3 separate regions of the Gossypium hirsutum genome follow, and all the other regions are linked to region 3. Evidence: chromatin contacts called from public Hi-C data. All regions are on one chromosome and are shown on one strand. Each heading gives the region's core, a stretch centred on a gene start, on an enhancer-like site or on the middle of the called end of the contact. The rest is flanking DNA. Distances are from core to core; before and after follow the strand shown.

Region 1 (2,700 bases), core at 141-2,640, 190 kb before region 3:
TATATTAACCGAGGGTTCTTTTATTTTAAAAAACAATAAAGATATGCATATAGTGAAATTTGAACCTATGCTAATTGTATTGATAAAACCTTAAATTTATCATTCAACCAAAACATTATATTAATATTTTTGTATACATTTTACTTTTATTATGCACACTTTATTACCTCAATTAATTGTGTATATATATATTAATAAGGTTGTTGATTGAGTTGGTGTCACAAATTAACTCAACACTAACTCAGAATTGATTACAACGTCATGGTAAACAATTTTAGTCATTTTTAGTATTATTAATCTGATATATTTATATGTTTAATTTTCAATTTACTCACAATTTAATCTTTTTATTTTATTTTAATATTGTGCATATTTCATGTGTTATTATTAATCAATTTCAAACCATATTGTATGTTATTATTAAGCACACCTTTATATTTTAAATATATGGTTTTTACAAGCATACATGTATGATAAAATTTCGAGAATGACAAAAAAAATATACTTGGACTGTATTTCAGTGTAACTTCAGATTGACCCAATAGCAATTAAGTGAAGGTGGGGTGGCCCATTAGGATTTTAAAAACCAGCCTGGAAATTTGAAGTCCAATAATCAATTTACACAGAAGAAACTGATAATAGTGAGGGACATAGCCATTATGGTTTTAAGAGAAAATGGAAATGGATAAGAGTGAGGCCCGAATTCCACTAACATGGAAAGTGCAGAAGAATCACGTGTTGTGTTGGCATTCTCTACCTACACTTCTGGTGAACAAAATCTGATTCGATTATAAAAATTAGATAAAAATTTTAAATTTTGAATTAAATAATTTGAGTTATTTGAGTTAATTAAGTTATTCGGATCAACTCGAATAAAAAAATTAAGTTTTTCGGTTTAACTCGAATATGAATTACACAATTCGAATTATCTGAAAATTTGAATAAGAAAAGACAAAACTACGTCGTTTTGATAAATGTTTACTTTTTTAAAAGTTAAAATTCAAAATAATTAAGTTAAAAGGTAAAACTATGTCGTTTTAATAATTTTTTATCCATTAAGTTAAAAGTCAAAATCATTATATTATTTATGTTGTTAAATAATCTTATATTTCGTATACTAGTTAATTAATCAGTCCACCTAAACGCAACATTAAATATAAATAATACGATTCGTTAACTCGACTCGATTTGACTCGAAAATTTGTGACTTGATTCAATTCAATTTGAAAAAAATTTAAATTGAGTTTAGTTACTAAAATAGGATTTGTTAACTCGACTAACTTAAAAATTTTTACTAATTTCGACTCGACTCGATCCGACTCGATCAAATACTCACCCCTACACTTACTAGTATTATACCCACCTAACCTCGCACCTTCACGTGTGCCAAACACTTTCATCATGTTGACCCACTTATCTAAGGTCAGCTGCTTATCTTATTTTAGATTAGATTTATGGTTCTATGGTTTAAATATAAAAACAAGCTATTTGAGTATGCTAGGGTCACTATGAAGGCTAAAATGTTAGGGGGGGAGTCCCCCATCTTCAAAGCAATCTTCTGCTCATCATATGTTTCATTTCAGGTTCAAATTTTGTTATTTTTCCATCCCTATCATATTTGGTTGCTACCATTTTTTATAATTATTTTGAAAAATAAACTATTAAATCTAATTAATAAATTTTAATATTTAATTCTGAATATATATATTTACATTGATAAATTTGTAGCTTTTTTTAGAAAAATATATTAATTTAGTATTATAAATTATATTAAAAAATATACCATGTTTTGAAAAATGTGAACACTTTTTTACATAACATTAGGGGTGGGGAAGGGGGATGACAGATTTTGAGCCTATGTCAAAAGCTTCAACATTACTTAGAAAAAAGTGAACATCAAAATATTAACTTTAGGATCCATTTAGATGAGCAGTGAAATTGACTAAAAATAATGTCAACGAAATTAATTATTATAATTGTAGCACCCCAAACCCGGCCCAGAAGTTATGGCCAGATCCGGCATGCCACATCAAAAACGTAAAAAAAAAACTTTCCATTCTAAGTCCAGAAAATCGTACTTGATGTTCAAAAGATTAATTCATTAAAGGTTAAAGTGAATGGAAGCTGTGCACCAGGTAGGAAACCGGAAAAGAGGTGGTGAGTCCATCGGACTGCTTAAGTACCAAGCTCCCTTCGAATCCAATCCTAGACATGCATACCGTCATTGCCACACCTTAACGTCATGGATATTTCTAGGAAACCGATTTGATTAAGTCATTTTTAGGAAAAGTGATTAATTTTGGAAAATACTTTCATTGCGGAAGCTTTGCTTGTTGTCGTGTTATTTTGAAATCAACTGTTGTTTTTGAAAACTCGCCTTAAAGCTATCCAATTTCAACAGTTAAAATAAGTATTATCTATCTTAGTAATACATATTAAAAACCATCAAAAATAAATAAGTGGCATTATTACATTTAAAAACCCAAAACTTCAAACGTAAATAAAAGGATGTCCAGTTCACCAGAAAAAAATTAAACTTTCAGAACAGGTGGCCACTCCGAATTCCCTCACAGCTCAAAGCCCACTATGGTTGGGGATTACCTGCGTAGATGAAAATAAAAGGGGTGAGTTTGGGGAAACTCAGTGTGTAAATTAACCCAACCATAGCCTATATCAACTTAAACCACAGAAATAGAATAA
Region 2 (2,700 bases), core at 78-2,577, 220 kb before region 3:
AGCTAAAGTATCTTTCATATTTATTTTACAGTCCGTTAAAATTAATATTATCGGGATTTAAGATTATTTTTTCTAATAATGTTATATTCAGAATTTGAATCGGTTGTTCTTAATTGAGAGTATAATGTACCATACCACTATACACAACACTTAGTGATATAATTTTACTTTTTAATCTTCTTAAGTATAAGCTTTTCAATTTAATCCTTTTTTAGTTGTGGTCAAAAGAGATATTTACATTTTTTGCACCTCCAAAAACAATTAATTATTCAATTAAATCATTTTACACTATTTTTTTTCATCTTTGGCAGCTTTTAATTTTTTAAAAAATTTTATCTCAACTCCAAAACATAATTCTTAATTTCATCCCTACTTAGAACAACCTAAACCTAAAATGACATGACCTAAAAAATTCGACTGATAAATTCAGATAATCTAAACTCAAAACAACTATATTTGAAAATTCAAACTCGCTCAAACCAATTCCTCCAAATTGGAAAAGCATAAGTAGGAACTGGATGATGAGTGACATTGTAATTGTAGGGAAATAGTCATAAGTTAAGTTTGTCCCTGTGGGATGTGGGGAACTGGTCTAATTTGTCTTTACTTATGGCATCACGAGGCAGCACACTAGCAATCAAATTTTCATCACATTTACACATCCTGTTTTGTTGAACGATGGGAATGAAAGGTAGCCATCAATCGCTAAACTCTATGAAAAAAGAAGAAGAAAATTTTGATTCCAATTTAACCAAAAATAATAATTCTTGGGTTGGTCTTAATAATGGCATTTCAATGAGTACAAATTCGACAAAAAGAATGGCCGGCTAAGACAGCTTCCTTAACCTATTCTTTACCCTCTTTTATATATACAGCCACTTTGGTTAGTAGACAAGGGAAAGTGAAGACTGAAAGAGGAGAGGAATAATTAGCAATTGCACAAATTTGCTTATGAAAGCTTTGTCAACGCCAATATTCATTATTTTAATTGGATTTTTAGAAAAGGATGGCAACTTAATGTTGTAATTGTGGTATTATAACAAACATTTGAATTAATCCATTGTGTAAGTAAACCCAAGATTTTAATAATAATGTTTTACGATAATAATATTAAATTCTGATTAAATTTAATATTGAATTTTATCCAAACCTTAAATTAAAAATAAATCTCTTTTAATGTTATTTTACCTAAAACATTATTTAAGAGATAATAGAATTTCTTAGCATACGAGTTAACATATATTTTGGTATTTTGGCTGCATGTATGTCTCATGAATAATCATTCAATATGGTCCTTCCCTAGCTATATATATAGGGTTTGCAAGTTAATCTTAACGCATTGAAAACACAAAGGGAATTTAGTGTAGATTTCCTTTTTTCCCAAGTTGAACACCCCATATCTGAAACCAGATAAAACCCCAGCTCTTCAATTTCCAACACCAGCCATACAAGTGTCAAACAAACGCAGAACGATTTCTTCCATGCATGTTGGTTCATGTTCCACAAAACCCTAATTAATTAACACCCTTTTTTAGCTTATTTAGTTGGTTACTTTTTTTTTCATAAAAAAATAAAACCCATGAAAACTGAGGTAAGAGGAAACGGTGGATCAATTTCCCTTCAAAACCCTAGTCTTTTCAACATCCCACTGGATCCCATAACCGGAGCACTCAAAGGGTGCCTTGGTAGCCTCGATGGAGCATGCATAGAGAAGCTTCTACTTCACTGCGCCAGTGCCCTCGAGAACAACGACGTGACTTTGGCTCAGCAAGTCATGTGGGTGCTCAACAACGTCGCTTCCACCGTCGGCGACACCAACCAGAGGCTCACCGCTTGGTTCTTAAGAGCCCTCATCTCTAGAGCGTCTAGGGTCTGTCCCACGAGCATGAATTTCAACGGCGGGAGCATGTTCCAGAGGAGGCTAATGACTGTTACCGAGCTAGTCGGGTACGTTGATTTAATCCCTTGGCACCGTTTTGGGTTTTGTGCATCCAACGGTGCCATTTTTAAGGCGGTTGAAGGGTACGGAAAAGTTCACATATTGGATTTTAGCATCACTCAATGTATGCAGTGGCCGACCCTAATCGACGCCTTGGCTAAGAGGCCTGAAGGCCCACCGTCGCTCCGTATCACGGTGCCCTCTTGCAGGCCACAAGTTCCCCCTTTACTCAACGTGTCGAAAGAGGAAGTGGGTCACCGTTTGGCCAATTTCGCTAAGTTTAGGGACGTGCCTTTTGAATTCCATGTCAAAGATGATGACCCTTGTTTGTCCAATGAAACGTTTTCTACTCAGTTTGAATCACTGTTGACTCAGTTGACTCGTTCCCAGCTAGACCTTAGGTATGATGAGGCTTTGGTGATAAACTGTCAAAATTGGCTACGGTATTTATCTGACGAATCAAAAGGGAATACCACCACCGTGCGAGATGCTTTCCTCGACGTGATTAAAGGCCTTAATCCTCGTATTATAGTTGTGGTCGATGAGGATTGTGATTTAAGCGCATCGAGCCTTAGTTCGAGGATCACAACATGCTTCAATTACCTTTGGATACCCTTTGATGCATTGGAGACTTTCTTGCCCAAAGATAGTCGCCAAAGGCTAGAATACGAATCCGATATCGGTCACAAGATTGAGAACATCGTGGGTTTCGAAGGGTTTCAAAGGACGGAGAGGCTAGAATCCGGTGTGAAATTGTCGCA
Region 3 (2,700 bases), core at 140-2,639:
TTTTCATTCCTCCAATTGGACTACTGTTCTTTAACTTTTAACAAGAACTAGGGGCGTAAATCAAACTCGTCTGCTCCCAAGCTATTCAAGTTCGACTTGAGAAAAGTTCAAACTTGATTGGGTCAGTCTCAAGCAGCTTGAGGTATCAAGCGAACCTAGTTTGAGTATCTTTATACTTAATTCAAGCAATTCACAAGCGTAATAAAGCTTTTAATTTATGGATGGAGCTTGAGTTAGAGCATAAATGGTATAAACAAACTTAATTAAGCCAAGCTGAAGTAGTTGAATTTTACTATGGCCGATCTTGAGTTTAATCACCTAGTTCAATTTTATTTCGAGATCAAATCGACCTTCGAGCAGTGAGTTTCGACTCGAGCTTCTCAACCTTGGCTTAGCTCAATTAGAGCCCTAACAAGAACTTCATCATGTACATAAAGCAAAAAAATAAAAATAAAGTCCAGAAATTACTGTAGAAAGCTTTATAAATTATAAGACCCAATTAAAGCTGTTGATCACCATAAAATTAAATATAAAATCAACTTAAACCTCTGTGCTCCTCCTCCGCATCATAATACTCAAGTTCCTCTTCCGGTACCGGCTGCAGCTCCGCATCTTCTCCGGCAATCTTCTTTTTTCCGGTCTCCTCCTCATCGGGGTACCGCACCACCACCACCGGACAAATACAGTGGTGGACGCAATAATCACTAACACTTCCAAGCCTCCCTTTGCTGGTCCTCCTAGCGGCTCCAAACCCTCTGCTGCCCATGATCACCGCACTCAGCCCTAACCTCTCCACTTCCAAACACAATCTCTCTTTCAGGTCATGGTCTTTCACTATGTGAATCTTAAACGGAATCTGAGCATCCACTAACGGCTGCGCCAGCGTGTTCGCTTTCGTCGTCGTGAAAAGGTCGAACTCGTTCTCGAGCTTCTGCTGCGACTCTTCGTCGGCGGTGGCATTTTCGTGATTAGTTGTGGAGTTAGGGATGGTTTGGACTTGGACGGAACCCCAGTCGGCTCCGTAAAGGACGGACGTCGGACGGACATGGAGGAGTATCACGTCGTCTCCGGGACGAAGGTAGTTCTGAACAGACCATCGGACGGCGTAAGCGCTCTCATCGCTCAAGTCGACGGCGATGGCGATGCGACGTTGGGCACCAGTGGTAGGAGTAACGGTCAACGGGACACGTGGCGACGTGGGTTGGATCCGGAGAGAAGCGAGGGGTGGAACCGGAAGGTCCGGCTCCGATTGAGAATGGTGTTGTGGATTCATTGCAAGGAAAGTAGTCGTTTTGCGGGAAAACAGAAAAAATTGCGATGAGAGCTGTATGAAACAGCTGATGCGTTACCAACTTCTAAACTGCGCCACTAAGCAACACGATATTGATACGCCAACCTTTTACTTTACTCATTTAAATAGTTTTTCTGAGGGTTAATTTCTCCAAACATCCTCAAACTATTGTTTAAATTTTAAATCAGTCTTTAGACTTCAAAACATTTAATTAAGTATCAATACTATAAAAAGAAAAAGCAAGTTCTTCCATCAACCTATTATTAATTTAAGCATTAAATGTCAATTTGGATAAAATTTAAATCATATTTAGAACACAAATGAAAATCATAAATACATGTATACCTATCATATGAATAATTTGAATTTAACGTGTTATAAAAGTCATAAAGTTATAATAAAATTTATGAAGATTTTTTTTTTCCTTTTTACATTTTGATCTATATGTTATATCTGAACTGGCACTAATTATATGATTTGGTTAATCAATAATCAATACGGAGACTTTAAGGACTTAAATTAGAAAATTTTAAAAAATAAAGAGCAATTTAATATTTAGAGTATTTTTGCTGGAATTAACCCATTTTCCATGTATTTGGAGTTTGTTTGACTTTTTGGACTGGGCCAAACGGCGAAGCCCTTAGTAAAATATCTTATCCATAATAACTTTCTTCTGATTTAAGTAATTTTCAAATACTTGTCAACTGTTTGTTAGATTTTGGCACATCCGTGAGTACAAACTATTATGTAAAATTATAGTATTTTAAATTTAAATTTTTTGTGAAAAAATTTAAATTTTAAATCCTTACCAACTAAATTACACTTCAATTGATTTAACATTTTATTTGAGTATAGATAATTATGTGCTTTTTTTTTAGCATTAAATTATGGAGGGTATGGAATGTGGTTGAAGCTGGAGGAGGCTCGCCCTCTAAAATTTTGGCAAATTTTAATTATTTAAAATTAAAAAAATAATTAAGTTCTTTTATATTTTTTTAAAAAGGAATTCAATTGCTTCCTCCACAAGGGGTTTAAAAAAAATTAAATTAAACCTTTCAAAATTAAAAAAAAATTAATTATCTCAAAATATTTAAAGAAGTCTCAAAAATTTTAAAACGTCTTAATTAAGGCTTTAAAAGTTTTAATTAGATACTAAAAAATACGAGGTTTTGATATCATGATGGAAACCCAATGTTATATAGTAGTTGTGGAGAGAAAATGAGGTGAAGAGAAAGGCACCAGAAAGAGACAAAAACTGTAATAATAATGAAATTGAAGTTTGAAGAAGGGGACATGACATGCCAGATGGAGGGTTTTCAATCATAAATTCATAACCTAGAAATAGCTGTTTAAACTTATGGACACACAGCTTCTCAAACGGAACATTAAAGCTTCATATGAAGGGCAAA

Evidence for each region. Hi-C and Micro-C count contacts between places; a contact is called where the count stands out from the background.
Region 1: a contact with region 3 is called in a Hi-C map of leaf, with 1.9 times the contacts expected there. The contact joins the enhancer-like site here to the promoter of LOC107894156 in region 3. A contact is called at or near these places in 7 of 34 Hi-C or Micro-C datasets (hypocotyl, leaf and petal).
Region 2: a contact with region 3 is called in a Hi-C map of hypocotyl, with 2.3 times the contacts expected there. The contact joins the promoter of LOC107894090 here to the promoter of LOC107894156 in region 3. A contact is called at or near these places in 4 of 34 Hi-C or Micro-C datasets (hypocotyl, leaf and seedling).

Annotation. Positions count from the first base shown.
Region 1 is chrA13:12,573,766-12,576,465 of Gossypium_hirsutum_v2.1, reverse strand. No RefSeq gene overlaps it. Among protein-coding and RNA genes, the nearest start is that of LOC107894090, 26 kb to the left of the region's middle. Within about 2 kb of position 1,390, at least 3 of the 9 cell types and tissues checked have an H3K27ac peak or open chromatin away from gene starts, as enhancers often do. A contact at or near this core is called in hypocotyl and leaf, where this site is marked.
Region 2 is chrA13:12,600,177-12,602,876 of Gossypium_hirsutum_v2.1, reverse strand. LOC107894090 (scarecrow-like protein 32) reads left to right here and starts at 1,327. Exons shown (of 1, transcript XM_016819296.2): 1 at 1,327-2,700. The coding sequence starts at 1,580.
Region 3 is chrA13:12,384,725-12,387,424 of Gossypium_hirsutum_v2.1, reverse strand. It overlaps LOC107894156 (universal stress protein PHOS34), which reads right to left and starts at 1,389. Exons shown (of 3, transcript XM_016819377.2): 1 at 547-1,389. The coding sequence starts at 1,273.